Regions from separate parts of the Mus musculus genome. Here regions 1, 2, 4 and 5 are each linked to region 3. Evidence: chromatin contacts called from public Hi-C and HiChIP or PLAC-seq data. All regions are on one chromosome and are shown on one strand. Each heading gives the region's core, a stretch centred on a gene start, on an enhancer-like site or on the middle of the called end of the contact. The rest is flanking DNA. Distances are from core to core; before and after follow the strand shown. Region 1 overlaps Stx8 (syntaxin 8). Region 2 overlaps Stx8 (syntaxin 8). Region 3 holds the start of Ntn1 (netrin 1). Region 4 overlaps Stx8 (syntaxin 8). Region 5 overlaps Ntn1 (netrin 1).

Evidence for each region. Hi-C and Micro-C count contacts between places; a contact is called where the count stands out from the background. HiChIP or PLAC-seq counts read pairs in DNA pulled down with a chosen protein or histone mark.
Region 1: an H3K4me3 HiChIP or PLAC-seq map of embryonic forebrain shows a contact between it and region 3, with 5 times the contacts expected there. The contact joins the enhancer-like site here to the promoter of Ntn1 in region 3. A contact is called at or near these places in 8 of 39 promoter capture datasets (the C10 cell line, cranial neural crest, embryonic stem cells and 5 more), 3 of 484 Hi-C or Micro-C datasets (stem cell-derived neural progenitor cells, stem cell-derived neurons and uterus), 23 of 115 datasets of contacts at active chromatin or transcription factors (bone marrow-derived macrophages, cardiomyocytes, craniofacial prominence and 15 more) and 2 of 9 other capture datasets (embryonic stem cells and macrophages).
Region 2: a Hi-C map of uterus shows a contact between it and region 3, with 2.7 times the contacts expected there. The contact joins the enhancer-like site here to the promoter of Ntn1 in region 3. A contact is called at or near these places in 12 of 39 promoter capture datasets (3T3-L1-derived adipocytes, the C10 cell line, cranial neural crest and 9 more), 1 of 15 datasets of contacts at CTCF or cohesin (the NIH/3T3 cell line), 3 of 484 Hi-C or Micro-C datasets (cortical neurons, nephron progenitors and uterus), 18 of 115 datasets of contacts at active chromatin or transcription factors (craniofacial prominence, double positive thymocytes, embryonic basal ganglia and 10 more) and 1 of 9 other capture datasets (adipose tissue).
Region 4: a contact with region 3 is called in an H3K4me3 HiChIP or PLAC-seq map of neural progenitor cells, with 9 times the contacts expected there. The contact joins the enhancer-like site here to the promoter of Ntn1 in region 3. A contact is called at or near these places in 10 of 39 promoter capture datasets (3T3-L1-derived adipocytes, the C10 cell line, cancer-associated fibroblasts and 7 more), 2 of 484 Hi-C or Micro-C datasets (double positive thymocytes and embryonic stem cells), 18 of 115 datasets of contacts at active chromatin or transcription factors (bone marrow-derived macrophages, craniofacial prominence, double positive thymocytes and 12 more) and 3 of 9 other capture datasets (adipose tissue, liver and macrophages).
Region 5: a Hi-C map of embryonic retina shows a contact between it and region 3, with 1.7 times the contacts expected there. The contact joins the enhancer-like site here to the promoter of Ntn1 in region 3. A contact is called at or near these places in 17 of 39 promoter capture datasets (the 3T3-L1 cell line, 3T3-L1-derived adipocytes, the HPC-7 cell line and 12 more), 10 of 484 Hi-C or Micro-C datasets (the CH12 cell line, cerebellum, cortical glia and 6 more), 15 of 115 datasets of contacts at active chromatin or transcription factors (craniofacial prominence, embryonic basal ganglia, embryonic forebrain and 11 more) and 4 of 9 other capture datasets (adipose tissue, embryonic stem cells, liver and 1 more).

Annotation. Positions count from the first base shown.
Region 1 is chr11:68,144,920-68,147,619 of GRCm38.p6, forward strand. All of the region lies in intron 7 of Stx8 (syntaxin 8), which reads left to right. Among named protein-coding and RNA genes, the nearest start is that of Mir6406, 75 kb to the right of the region's middle. Within about 2 kb of position 1,357, at least 62 of the 459 cell types and tissues checked have an H3K27ac peak or open chromatin away from gene starts, as enhancers often do. A contact at or near this core is called in differentiating embryonic stem cells, embryonic basal ganglia, embryonic forebrain and 7 more, where this site is marked.
Region 2 is chr11:68,175,536-68,178,235 of GRCm38.p6, forward strand. All of the region lies in intron 7 of Stx8 (syntaxin 8), which reads left to right. Among named protein-coding and RNA genes, the nearest start is that of Mir6406, 44 kb to the right of the region's middle. Within about 2 kb of position 1,281, at least 31 of the 459 cell types and tissues checked have an H3K27ac peak or open chromatin away from gene starts, as enhancers often do. A contact at or near this core is called in embryonic limb bud, stem cell-derived neural progenitor cells and uterus, where this site is marked.
Region 3 is chr11:68,385,530-68,388,229 of GRCm38.p6, forward strand. It overlaps Ntn1 (netrin 1), which reads right to left and starts at 1,297. Exons shown (of 7, transcript NM_008744.2): 1 at 1,081-1,297; 2 at 1-655. The coding sequence starts at 591.
Region 4 is chr11:68,198,684-68,201,383 of GRCm38.p6, forward strand. The region is part of intron 7 of Stx8 (syntaxin 8); the gene reads left to right. Among named protein-coding and RNA genes, the nearest start is that of Mir6406, 21 kb to the right of the region's middle. Within about 2 kb of position 1,313, at least 77 of the 459 cell types and tissues checked have an H3K27ac peak or open chromatin away from gene starts, as enhancers often do. A contact at or near this core is called in double positive thymocytes, neural progenitor cells, oligodendrocyte precursor cells and 1 more, where this site is marked.
Region 5 is chr11:68,238,652-68,241,351 of GRCm38.p6, forward strand. The region is part of intron 5 of Ntn1 (netrin 1); the gene reads right to left. Among named protein-coding and RNA genes, the nearest start is that of Mir6406, 19 kb to the left of the region's middle. Within about 2 kb of position 1,255, at least 6 of the 459 cell types and tissues checked have an H3K27ac peak or open chromatin away from gene starts, as enhancers often do. A contact at or near this core is called in embryonic retina, where this site is marked.

The DNA.
Region 1 (2,700 bases), core at 107-2,606, 240 kb before region 3:
CTCCTTCCTGGTGGCCATGACAGCGCCAGGGTTTATTTGAAGATCCCAGACTTGGAATCATGGCCTGCATTGTTAGCTGCCCAAGCATTGTCGGCTGTGCCAACAGTTTGAGATATTAATGTATTCTGGAGATCAGTGAATGAAGAATTCCTCTGCACTTTTTCCCTTTTAATTTTTTTCCCCTTTCCATCCACTTTGTTTGCAGTGTCTTTGTCTGCCGGGCGTTGCTGGGCATTTCTAATGAGAGAGCAAAGAATTGTAGAAGGAAAAAGGCAAAGGGGGAGGGAGAGAGAAAACAGGCAAGAGAAACAGGGCATGTTTAGCACTTTAACAGTAAGGTGACATTTTTACAAGCCAGTCAGGTGCACGGGACTCTTGGAAAGCTCGAAGCCACGCCGGCAATGCAAATTCCAAGCGGAAAGCACATTCGGGGCCACGTCTAACTCATTGATTAGCAGCTCGCAAGGAAAATGCACTTTTATTTCCTAACATCATTTTCCCCACAGGACGCCCAGCCTGGGTGCTGCTTTGGTATTCAATCCTGCTTCATTATTGCAGCCACCTCGCAACCCACCCTGGGCAGCTGCTAAAAGGGGGAAAAATTAAAGCAATTCATACTCGCAGTGACTTACTGCTGCAGAATAATTGGTTTCTGTTTGCAAAGAACATTATCACAGCAAAGCCCAGAAAACAGAAAGGCCTGTCTGTGAGAGGGTTTCTGAGGCTAGGTTGGAAGGCGGCTGCAGGGGGAAGGAGGGAGGGATGTGAAAAATCACATTTCCTAGAAGGCAATTAGCTAATAATTAATTTTTTAGCATGCTCCCATCGCGGACTTGTCCTTGTGTGATATATAGACAGGGATGCCGGCTTCCTGCTGCATCCTTTGATTCCTCGTGGAAATGTTAATGAGACTAAAGCAGTTAAGGAGCTCTTTAGACAACACGGTGCTGTGGGGAAGGCCGGAATGAAATTCAGACCCTCTGAGGACTTCTCTGACACACAAGAAGTCCCTTTGTTTCCTGTTTTATAAACCAGAGGCATGTCTAAAATTGCGGGGAAAGTGAGAGGGGGCTGAGGCCTGGCGCCGGGGCCTGGCTTTCTATATTTAAAAAGAGGAAAAATTGTTCGCTAGTTATCCGTGCCTGGGTTTGATAGGCAGTCTAGGGTGTTTTTGAAGTTCTGAGGGAAGGGTCTCTGAAGATGTAAGCGGGATCTGTCTTTCACTTAGACTTAATTAAGAAACTTGCTGGCTTTGTCTGTAGGGGGCCCATTACGCACAAGCTGCAGCCCCCTCTGAATAGGGGCTCAGCCTGGAAAGTGTATACAAGCCAGGCCGCCTTTGTGTTGTGTTGCCAAACTGGAGGCAGGAGCAAGTGGGAGCCTGGCTCTGCCAGAGGCCAGCCTGTTGTTCATACATGTGAACCAGGTCCCAACCAACGCTGCAGCAAGTGTCTGCCCATTCCCTGGGGGACCTAGAACTAACGAACCTTTTAGGAAAGAAACATCAAGAGGCTGAGGGGAGAGAGGGTTGGCCTTATTCTCCGGTGTCCCTTTTTAGTCCTGGTGATGGGCCACAGAGCTAAACAGTATCAGCAGCCAGAGCTAGGAGTGTAAGCCAGAGGTGGCCAGGGCCTGGTAGTGGTGCGGCAGTCTCAGCCACCCACCCCCATCACTTGATCCTCCAGCCCAGGGCACAATTTTGCCTGGTCACTGTTCTTGTAACCCTGAGAATAATTTCCCCCTGGTGGGCTACTGTGGCCTGCCCTATTTAGAACAAAGTTGCTGAATGCCAGAGAATAAAGAACAGCTGGGAGGCTGTGCGCAGTGGTTAATCAGCTAATTCGCATTTCAAAAGGCTCTAATAAGAGGTGATAAATTCACATAAAGCCCTGGGTATGAGTACTTTATTCTGGAAAGCTTTCTCCCTTCTGTTTCTTTCCCTACCCATCTCTGCCTTGTGCTTTGAAGCTCTCCGGGACCTCCCAGGGTATCCCCACCTCTGCCCTCTGCCACCTCCGGAGCTGGGAGCTGCAAACCTTCACCTTCTTGGCGGTGACCAGCTGCAGGCACCCCCGCGGGCACCTCCACACTCCTTCAGCCCAGCCCTGGCCCTGTCCACCTGGGAGCCCCTGGCCTCCCCCTCCTACCTTGCTGAGTTTGCTGGATTCAACCTATCTCCTGTCTGTCCACTCACCTCCTGACTGCTGCAGTTGCCATTTGCTTTGCCAGCCGTGGGACCCCAGCTTAACACTGAGTTCTGCCCTATGGCGTGCAGTGAGAACCCCAGTTCCGTGTCTGTCTTGGCCTTCTCCCCATCCCTTATGCCAGCTATCCAAAACCCTATGGGCTGCGTCTTGGGCTTTCCATGATTGAGTCTTTCTATGCTTCAGGCTAATGATACTACTCTGTCCCTAGGGTCCCTCACCCAGTTACTAGAAACCAGCCAGCCAGCCATTGTAGAAATAAAAATAGGATGCCAAAACCCAATGATTTGTTTGTCTGTTTGTTTGTCTCAGCCAGTAGTCCAGTTCAACTGGAAAGTGAGCTTGTCTGGACTTACACACACACACACACACACACACACACACACACACCAATCACACAGTCCCTGACCATATGTAGACCGCGGTTGCTGTAGTTAGTTCACACCTGTAAATGACAAGGCAATAATTGCCCAGAGCATCCTTGATCCAGCTGGAC
Region 2 (2,700 bases), core at 31-2,530, 210 kb before region 3:
GGGAAACCAGGGCAAAAGAGCAAAATATGACTTACACACAGCGATAGTATCTGATAGGAGAGCGGGGGGCAGGGGGCATAGCAAGCTTTTTCAGGAAAGGTGAGCGGTTTTTTTTTTTTTTTATTGAATATTTAGCAAAGTGAGTGAAGCATGTATGTAATTGTTTGAGGACTGTACAGAATGCACAGGAATTCTTCCCGGTTTGGTTAGTGGCCATATTTGCTGGAGTTGACCCTAGTTGCTTATTATTATCATTATTATTATTACAGTGTCACATGTAGCTCAGGCTGACCTTATATTTACATGTGTGGCCCTGAACTTTCCATCCTCCTGCACTGACTTCCCGAGTGTTGGGGTATAGGTGTGTGTCACTATCCGAGGTCTACGAGCCTACTTTAGATTTAACGGGATCCTCATCCCTTCCCACTGTTAGTTTTTATGTGCCTTAGAGCTGTGCCAAATTCATTTCTTTGAAGCTGGCCATAAAGCTAGGAGCCTGCTCCCTGACTCCAATAGAGGACCGTCCTAATCACCGGAGGACACTGAGCAGGAGCGTGTCCCAGGGAACAGCATGTCACAGCCTAGTTAGAACACTCTTGATTGGTTAGTTTTGTCTGCCATTCCCAGTTTCCCAGATTTGTGGAGATTTTCATGGACAGGCATTGTGATCATTTGAATGAGAAATGTCTGCCTTAGGCCTCAGGCATTTAAGCATGTGGTCTTGGTTCATGTGCTGTTTTATGGAGGTTTAGGAGGTGAAGCCCTGATGGAGGAAGTGTGCCACTGAAGGCAGCCTCTGAGTAGTATAGCCTTGCCCCGCTTCCTGATAGTGCCACCATGCCTGCCTGACCCTCTAGAACCTACACCAAGGTAAGCTCCCTCTTCCTTAAGTTACCTTTGGTCATGGCGCTTATCATGGCAGCCGAGGAGTAACTAGACAAGTACATATTAGGTACTTTGGAGGAAACAAAACTGTGTGTTCATAATGTGACCCATATGTCCACTAATCAGAAATATGTACAACAGAGCCATGTTGAGCTGGAGGAAATTGTCCTAAACCAGCCAAACAGTGGGTTTGGCCCTTAAAGGGGTTGTAACATACAGCAGACTCACTGTAACCTAGCTTGATAAGCAAGCAGGTTGAGCCTAACCCAGATGTGCTCCTGTAGCTAAGCAACTGGATTTACCCAATCCCAGGAGTTGAGCCCAGCCTTTCAGATCATGCCCAAATAAGGTAAAAGCCCAGCCACACGGAGCCAGTAATCTTTGTATATCTTTGTATGTCATTTCCTGTGTTTCTGGTTATAAACCATTGGCAGGGCGGGAGCATTCAGCGTCGTCTTTAGTCTAGAGTACTCTCCAGTTCTAGAACCTTTCTCTTGCTCAAGTTAACTAAGCTTAACTAACTTAGTTAACTAAGTTAACTAAGCTGAGTTAGTCTCAGATTTTTCTTAACAGACTTCCTTACTTTTCTTTCTATACATAGTAGTAGTTTGTAGTTTGAGATCTACCCCTAATAAGAAGTGGAAGTCATTTTGATTGCCTCTGAGAGAGTTGTAGTATGATAAAGTTACTGTTAAGTTATTGAGGGTTTTTGTTATTGTTGTTGTTGGCATATTTTTTATTTTATTTTTATTTTTGCTCACATGTGAAATTCAGAGTGCATAGGGTAGTTGGTTCTTTAGACTGTATTATTTAACCTAACCTTCAGTTTTTAACCCAACCATCGTCCTGTCCCTGGGCCTTCCCTGGGGACTTGTGTCCTAGTCCCAAACCTTACCCTCAGTCAGTTACTGAGGTCTCGGTGTCTCCCATGGGTCACTGACTACGCCTCCTTTTACTCTTGGTTTTTCCACAGTTCATTGCTGTATCTGGTTTGTTATACTTTTCGTTCTGTTTCCGTTTGTGGATTATGCTATTTCTCCTCCTCACCTGTAGGTTGGGTTTGAGGAAGAGACAAGGTAACTGTAGGTAGAGGTAGGCAGGCTGCCACGTGTGAGAACATCACCATATGACATCCGTTCCCCTCCCCACTATAACCCAATGGATAGATAATGTTATTGTGCTATCCCAGATAAGAATGGAGGCTCAGGGAGGCGAAGCCTGTCCCCATGTCACATGACTGAGGAGTGGAAGAGCAGCAGTTTGAGCCTCAGCCTCTTTCTAAGTTAGATTCTCCAGGACTTCCTTCTTGCCATGCCAGACACTGGTGATCATGAATACAGAAATACCACACACCGCCCCAAGGGGCCTCATCATTCGGGTAACAGGGCCTTTTCTTCTTGTCTTTGTTCCCTGAAGCAATCCTTTCTTATTTCATTTAAAGACTCCCCCTCTACAGCTGCTGTGGGCAGCTTAGTGTTGTCTGAAGTCTGAAGATGAGAACGGGAGCCACGAGCTTACAAGTTACCAAATCTGGAAGATGTGTTGGGGTGAAACACTCTTGCCAACCTCCTGCCTCCTAAATCTTTTTGTGAGCACGTTTTCTTACCCAAATGACAAAGAACTGCTTGTACTGCGCATGCCTAAAACTCATGGGTCTGATGCATTAAAGATGGCGTTCTTGTCTGACTGCCCATCCCACCAGAGCAGACAGGATAGGCTTCCAAAGCCAAAATAGCTATGTGCTGTGCAGTGGTGTTTAGAAGTAGGGGATCATGGGGGAAGAACAAAAAGTGTTCTCCCTCTCTTTTGGAGAAG
Region 3 (2,700 bases), core at 47-2,546:
GTTCTGTTTGGTGATAGGCGCGCGGTGCGGCCGGTTGTACATTTTGCGGCACTGCGTGGAATAGAACTGGAAGGGCACCCACGTGCGCCCGTAGTCCATGGACTTGTAGATGGCCATGGACTCTGGCCGCGGCGAGCAGAATTGCAGGCTCACATAGGTCACCTCAAACTTCTTGCCGAGCGACAGAGTGAGCGTCACGTTGTGCGGGAACTGCAGGTAGTTCTCGGACTGCCAGCACGTCAGGTTGTGCGGGTTATTGAGGTCGGTGAGGAAGGCGGGCGGGTGCGCTTTCTTGGGATCCGAAGAGTTGCAGAGGTGACAGGAGCGCAGCCGCTCTTCACCACGCTCGCTCACCACGCAGTAGCGCGCCGGGGGCCGGCCGCAGGTGCTGGACACGCGCACGTCCTTGCCGAAGGCCGCGTTGACAAAGTCCGGGATGCAGCGGCGCGGGTGTCCATTCTCATCCGAGCAAGGATCAGGCTGCGCCGCCTGGCCGGCGAACATGCTAAGCCCGGGCCCGCCGCGCACCGCGCCCACCAGGCACGCCACCGCCGCCAGCGCCGCCAGCGCCTCCCACACAGCGCGCATCATGCTGTGGCCAGCTTGCCCCGGCCCCGCCGCGCCAAGGAGTCGGTTCGCCCGCCGCACCAGGCGCCTGCGGAGAGAGGGGAGCCGCGCTCAGCCAGCCAGCAGCCAGCCCGCCCCGCGCCCAACAGCCCTCGGTGGAGTGGCGGGCAAGTGCCCCGCTCCCCGGGGTACCAACCCCGAGACTGCCCACTTCCCTCCCCCAAAGTCCGGGGGACCCCGAGCGCAGGGGCTTCCAAACCTGAACCGCCCGCGCCCCTTCCTCCCGGCTTCCCCAGCCTCCCGGCCAACCGAAGAGCAAGCCCGCGCCCATCTGCCCATCCGCAGCTATGCCCATTCTCCTTGCTCCCTTAAGCCTCAGGCGCAGCAGGGCTCCAGATCCCCCAACCACGCACGGGCTCAGCGTCCTTTTCTCTTGCCACCTGGGGTCCTTCCTTTATAAATGCCCCCTCCCCAATCGCGTCCCCGCTGGGGATTCCGCGTAGGAGACTTTACCTCTAAGTGATGGCAAAAGAGAAAGAAAAGTTTGCCTGGCCCAAGCCGGGGAGCCCGCGCGCCGGACTGCAGAGAGCCTCTCGCTGGCGGCTAGCAAGAGCGTCCTGTCTCAACGCGGGCTTGCCAGCTCCATGCCCGGCGCGGCCGCCGCTGCCCCAGCCCCGGCCCCGGCCGCCACCGCCGCCGCCTCTTCCTCCCGAGTGACGACGCGGCCGCCGACTCCCGCCGCGGTCCGAGTGCTGCCCTGCCCGCCCGGGGCGCACACACACACACACACTCACGCTCGCTGGCGCGCACTCACACACGCACGCACGCCCCCGAAGGCTCTGCCGCCGCCCGCCGCTGCCGCTGCCGCTGCCGCCGCCGCCACCACTCGCGCTAGGAGTGGGGGGCGGAGGGGAGCGCGGAGGCGGGGCCGCCGGGCGGGGCGCCGGCCAGTAACGTCGGCAAGCAGCCGCCCGCTCACGAGCAAAGTTTTAACCCCGGGAAGAAGAAAGTTAAAGCCAACGGGCCCGGGATGCTCCAGAGGGCGAGAGCGAGCGGGTGGGAACCTGGGAGCCGGAGAAAGAACAGCAGAGACAAAGAGAAAGCAAGAGGAGCGCCCGGGGAAACCCCGGAGAGGGGGCAGGGCCGGCGCGCACCCTGTGGGGGTGGGGTGGGGGCGAGAACGGCTTTCTCCCTCCCGGTCCCAGCCAAACACATCTGTGTTTGTTTTCTTTTCTTCGCAGAGGTCCAGCCTTCCTCCAACCCAGACTGGTGGCCCCGGTGGCACTACGCTCAGGGCCTTGCCCCTATGGGCACTCGGCCCCAGAGGCGTGAGGAAGGGGAACTGGAAAGGGATGTGAACTTTCTGCCCCTAGGCTCTAGGGGATGGGGTGGGGGGCAACAAGAGGCAGCGCCTAAACCTCACAGAGTTGTCACTGCCAATTTTCTTTTAGGCCTGGAAGCTGTGGTGATTCGAGGCTAAAGGCCAAGAAGCTCGGACGCACCTGGATAGTGGCCTACTCAGGTCTATCCTGAACTTCAGAGATGGGGCCAGTTCAGTTCTCCCAGGGTCCCCTGAAGCTGACTTGGCAGCTCCTAGATCCTTTTTTTTTTTTAATATCCCTAGGGAGATTCCCACAATAGCTTTGCATAGTACCAATTGACTCTACTCTTCAACTAAGGGTGTGGAGGCTTCAGAGGCTAGGGATAACTTTCCCAAATTTCTGGCTACTTATATGTGTGTGTGTGTGTGTGTGTGTGTGTGTGTGTGTGTGTGTGTGTATGTATGTGTGTGTATATATATATAATTTGGATACAGTAATCTGGGCTCCTGGCCTGAGGCAGTGGTGTTCTCCTGTGGGTGGTGTGCTTTTGCCACTTCAGCTACTCTGGAGGCCGAAGGCTTGAGAGCTATCTTAAGCCCAGGAGTTCAAGGCCAGCATGGGGAACATACCCCATCTCAAAGAAACATGAGCTCTCTCACCACGTTTGTCTAATGGATAACCTCGCGCAATTACAGTCTCCTGGGGTGTCCTCGGGCCACCCAGCCTCTGGCCTGGTTCTCTGTTGCCTTAACAAAAGGACTGTGAACAAGAATGGTAACCTTTGGCTGTCTTGCAGCTACAGCCAGAGTTC
Region 4 (2,700 bases), core at 63-2,562, 190 kb before region 3:
GTGATGGTTTGCATGTCAGACAAGAACAAAACCAAACTCATGGGAGGCTCTTCTTGCCTTTTGCCTGGTGTTTTAATGAAAACTTTACTAAAGGCAATTAACACGTACACCCGTGAGGTAAAGTACCCTCAGGAAGGATGAGACCAGGGGCGGGAAGTGCTGTCCTGCCCACCAGTGTCTGGCTGTCTGGCCTGCTGAGCTGTGAGGTCGCTTGGTGGAAAGCTGTGATGTCCACACCACGAGCAGGCAAGTAGCATCGACTGCGTCAGAGTAGGCTGCATTTTCCAGCTGTCAATTAATTCAAACGAGCAAAAAGCAAACACATTCATCTTCGCCCACGGTCCTCTTCTTTCTTGGCTTATTTACCTAGTACTGGGATTCAAGGGGACATTTACATGAACTTTTGAAAATAAATATCCCAGTTCTGTCTTTTGTCCTGCTCAATCCCCACCTTTGGCTCCAGAGCCTGCTGCAAAACTAAAATAAAATATTTCTAAAATCTATGTTTGATCTGCAAGAACCAACTGGCTGATGCTTAAGCAAATGTCACCTTTGACAGCACAACTGTGAGAGGAAACTCATCCGCCGCAGGCGTTAGTCACACGTGTCTCATCCTCACAGGTGGTGGCTGCGTGGGGCTGGCCTGGTGGCCACGACTCTGCACAGTGTGACACACAAGGCAAGCGATGAGAACGTGCATTTTGGTTCAAAACAAGTAGCAGGGAGTCAGGATGGCTTGTCTTATGACAAACCCTGCATATAAAGAACTTCTGGACAAGGATGCCCTTGTGAAAATGGCTACCATTCCCTAGAAAAGCTGGCCTCCAAATTTTCCTTTTTTTTTCCCCCACCTAGCCAGTGAACAGTGAGGGCGGTTACCTGCTCTCTGCTGCAGTGGGGGTGTTGGCAGCACATGCTGTCACTCAGTGGTTTCCAGTGTTTCACTGGGGGGGGGGGGGGGAGCATGGGCCATTAATCCAGATGAACAATCTTCAGAAAACACGTCCCTGTTCCAAAGCCACAGTGTTAATTAATGTCCCTTCCTAATCTGAAAGGGAGTTTGTTTTCTTACATCTCTTTAAGTTGCCATATGCTAGACTTGTAAATATCCCAAGTGTTGGATACTCATCTGGTAAACTGACCAAAGGAAACGGACATTTCCCCGACCCTTGTAACCTGACCCTTGGCACCTCGTGCCTGCCCCTCAAAGGGACGCTTGAGTCTTGGGAGCAAACATCTGCCTGGCCAGGTGCCGGCAGTGCCATGGCAGGAGCTGAGTGAAATGCAGAGGAAGTGACCCAAAGCCGAGCCTTGCAGGTGTTCTGAGCTAGGGCTGGGCCCAGAGCGCTCATTGTTTAGAAGCTGGCAGGCTCCCAGGAGTTCAACTGTCAGTTTCATTCTGAAATGTCAAACATTTCCTTAGCTGGGGATGGATGGCGAGAGCCCCGGAGGCTGCAGCCCTGTTAGGAGGAAAAAGAAAACACCCCAATTTCTGTCTTTGAGAGTTGATTCAGTATGCATGGCTCAGGTTGTTTCAGGGGCCATTCTGCAAACTTAGACCCACTGTCCATGTCAGAAAGATGAGGGCTCAAGCCTGCCATGGTTATATGACAGTGACTGACTTCTGTCAGTGACTCTTACTGTAAGCCTTCGGGTGATATACACCAGAGACCCATTTCTGGCCACAGGGGCAAGTGAAGGTGCACATGGAAGCAGACTGGCCAAGAACCAGTTCAGTTCATGACAGTAAGTGTTCCTGGCTGCTTTTACTTTGTGTGTGTGTGTGCCTGGTATTTCCACCATAAAAAGTAGAGGCACAAAGAGAAGGAGATAAAGAAAAGGAATTGTATCTTAGTTTTTCAGCCCCAAAGGGTCTGGCCCTTTATCCCTGGTGAACCCTGTCTTCTGTTGGTTGTCAGGAGCCCTGGGTGGGCCCCCATGGTTTAGGAAGGGGTTAAAAGCACAGGTGAGAGCAGAGCTAGCTGGCTCCCCATGCAGCCCTCCAGAACCTCTGCTTCCTTGTATACGGAACAGAGAGTGGCCAATTACGGATCAGTGAGCCAGGTAATACACCTCTTGTCCTGAGCCCCGGACCTTGTTACTAGCTTTGACCTCAAACTGGGCTGAGCTTTAGTGCCTTTGAAAGGATCCATACTTCCAGGACATTTCCAGAAGGGTGCCGAAGCTGTCATCACAGATCAAACACTGTTGCTGTGATCAGGCCACTAAGTCAGGTCTTCGTGGCCCAAAGGATCCCGAAGCCACAGCTGGCTTTTACTTACCGCTTTCTTCTCCCCTACAAATGACTTCCTCAGTGCACCCAGCACTAAGTTTACTTAACACTGTTGAAAATGACCTCTCAATGGACTTGTGTTTGCCTGAAAGCATTTAAAATATAAAAGTCTTATTTGTTTTTGCTGTTGAAGTTCCCTTTTTGTCTTTGGATAAGCCCCTACTTTATAGCATGCAATCAACTTACTGTCTAAGGTGTCAAGAGGGAAGTATGCATCCCTTCGGGGATGTGTGTGTGTGTGTGTGTGTGTGTGTGTCCCAACATGCTGCTACTGAAGTGCCATGTGTCTGACACAGTTTCTGTGGTAGACACATTATCACCTTTAAAGGCAACACTGTATTTCTTTCTCATAGGCCCCACCCCTTCAGCTGAAACTTCCTGTCCTCTTTGAACTTCTAGAACCTAAG
Region 5 (2,700 bases), core at 5-2,504, 150 kb before region 3:
GGGACTTCAGAAGGCAACTTGTCACTTCAGTCTTAGCTACTGGGAACACCGCAGGAAATGGGATGTTGGGGGAGAGTGCAGAGGAGCTGACAGCCTGGAGACTGCTGGCACTGGGGCCCCACACAACTGGATGTCCTTCAACACAGCACTGTGCCTTACAGCTCCGGATTCCTGACTTAGGTCGATGGAGCTACGGCTGTCATCTTTTACAATCCTGGTAAGACGGGGCTTGACATGTAATCAGCACCAGGATCACAGAAGCTCTCATGATTCTTACTCTACCGCAAAGACCCGTGAGAGGAACCCAACTTTACTGTATTTCTGTCACATCCAATTTCTGTTTAAGCCCGAAGATATGTCTCGCTCAAATATGTCCTTGACTCTCTGAAGTTATGGCTGACCTCTGCCTGTCCCCCTGTTTTTAGAGGATTGGTGTCCTCAGGGCATCCCCCACACTGCAAGGAGAGGACTCTCGGTTTATCTGTCTCTGCTCCTGTCTGAAGTCAGAGGCCGTGTGCTGGGTCCCCAGGACCAGGCTACTCAACAGGCTCTCTGCAGGTATTTGCTGAACAGGCCAGGCTGCCACTGCGTGTGGTAGGCTAAGACCCTAGGTCCTGCTTGCCTTAGTCCAAGCGCGGAAGTCACTAGGCTCAGGATCAGAACCCACAGGAAGCAGCCAGTCTGGGGCAGCCTAGAAAAGTAAAGGCTGGAAACGAGATTCCAAAGGGTGGAAAAAGGCAATTTGGGAAACACCGCAGAACATAAAAGTGAGGCTTGGCACACATGGAGCAGTGCCTGAGGAGGAGGGTGGGAGCCGATAAATCTTCCCTATCCTGGGAGCTTGGATGGGCTCCGGTGTTTTATTTGGACTTTAATAACACGGATCCAAAATCCACCACCTTCTTAAGAAAATATATTTGCAGATTTTAAATACCAGCCCTTGGACTCGGCAGGCAGCTCTCACTCCAGAGATGGGAGGTCTGTGCAGGGGAACCCCCTAGGGATGAGCAGCCCCAGTCCAGGCTACTTGAGCTCAGGGTCCACCGTGCCTCAGTCTTCCAGAACACACTGGGACCTCCCCCCAAAGGGAAAGACAGAGGCATGATGGACTTAAGGACGTGGTATAAACAGCCAGGCCCTTCTGCTTAGGGTGGCCCCGGGCCTCCCTTGTAAATTCTGCGGGCCTGACTGGGGGTGGGGTTCCAGGCTAGAAGAGGTCAGGGGCTGGACTGACCACAGGAGGGAGCAGCCCCTCTTTTTTCCCTTGGAACAAGAGGGTGCAAATGAGTCCCCAGCATGCTCTTTCTTCTTGCTGAACAAGATGGATTGGAAAACAAATTGGCTCAAATAAAGCATGTAATTAGATTAGAGCCTCTTGCCCAGAGCCTCTGGGGTTGCAAAAACGCCCTCCTGACTGGAGAAAGGACACCTTGGCTGGCTAAACCAGCTCCCAGACATCCAGAATTTTCTCTTGACCCTCGGCTGTCCTCCTGCAGGTCCCCAGCCAATGTCGGCATGGTGGCGCACGCCTTTAATCCCAGCACTCAGGAGGCAGAGGCAGGCGGATTTCTGAGTTCGAGGCCAGCCTGGTCTACAAAGTGAGTTCCAGGACAGCCAGGGCTACACAGAGAAACCCTGTCTCGAAAAACCACCACCACCACCAACAACAAAAAGCCAATGTTGATTATGCAAAGGAGATGCCATGAAGACCTCTGCAGACCTCAGGGTTGCCCTGCACCCCACCTGTAGTAACTGCCTCAGTCTTGGAGCAGTAATGGTACCCAACCCAGGTAGTAAGAATGCCTGGATGTGGTAGGCAAAACCAGGATGGCTGCAACTTGCTCTCCGTGTGACCCCTACCACCAAGAAGTAGAAGAACCAGTATTGGCTGCCCTGACTGTCACCCATGAGGAGACAGAGGCCAAAAAAAGCTCTGTGTCAGCCACCCCCTGGAACTAAGGCAGATCTCTGTCCAAAGACACAGACACCCTGAGGACCACTTGAGCACGTACCCCTAAGTGCCCCTGTCCAGTGCAGAGGCTGCCCGGTCTTAAAGGGATCTGAGAAGAACCTCTACATGGCTGCTGTTGTATCTTTCGTCCCTTCTGTCAAACCCTTCCCTAAATACTGCCTCCTCTGTGTGCGTGCTGCCCTTCGGCCGTGAGCCATGCCTTTGGGAAATCAAGCCGTATTCAGTCTGCTGTATTTGAAGTGATGTTGGACTCAGGGAGGAAATTCCTTTTCCCCAAACTATTTCTAAAATCCTCTATCAAAATGACAGATGACTTCTGGCCCCAGGGCTAAAAGAGAACTCACACAGGAAAAAAACAGAAAGAAAGAAGCAAGGAAGAAAGACAAGGTCCTTGGGGTTCGTATCTCCAGGAAATAAAATGAGGAGTGACAGAGGAAACACAGATGATCATGTGTCATCCAGAACCCCCAACTCCCCCCCCACCCCCCCCCCCGCCCCGCCCCGTGCCTGGCCAACCACAGCATGGACCTTATCTAAGACCCAAAGCACCATCTGGGACCTGGAACTCCATAGGGAACTCCTTTTTTGTTTGTTTGTTTGTTTGTTTGTTTTTGTTTTGTTTGTTTGGTTTGGTTTTTTCGAGACAGGGTTTCTCTGTCTAGCCCTGGCTGTCCTGGAACTCACTCTGTAGACCAGGCTGGCCTCAAACTCAGAAATCCACCTGCCTC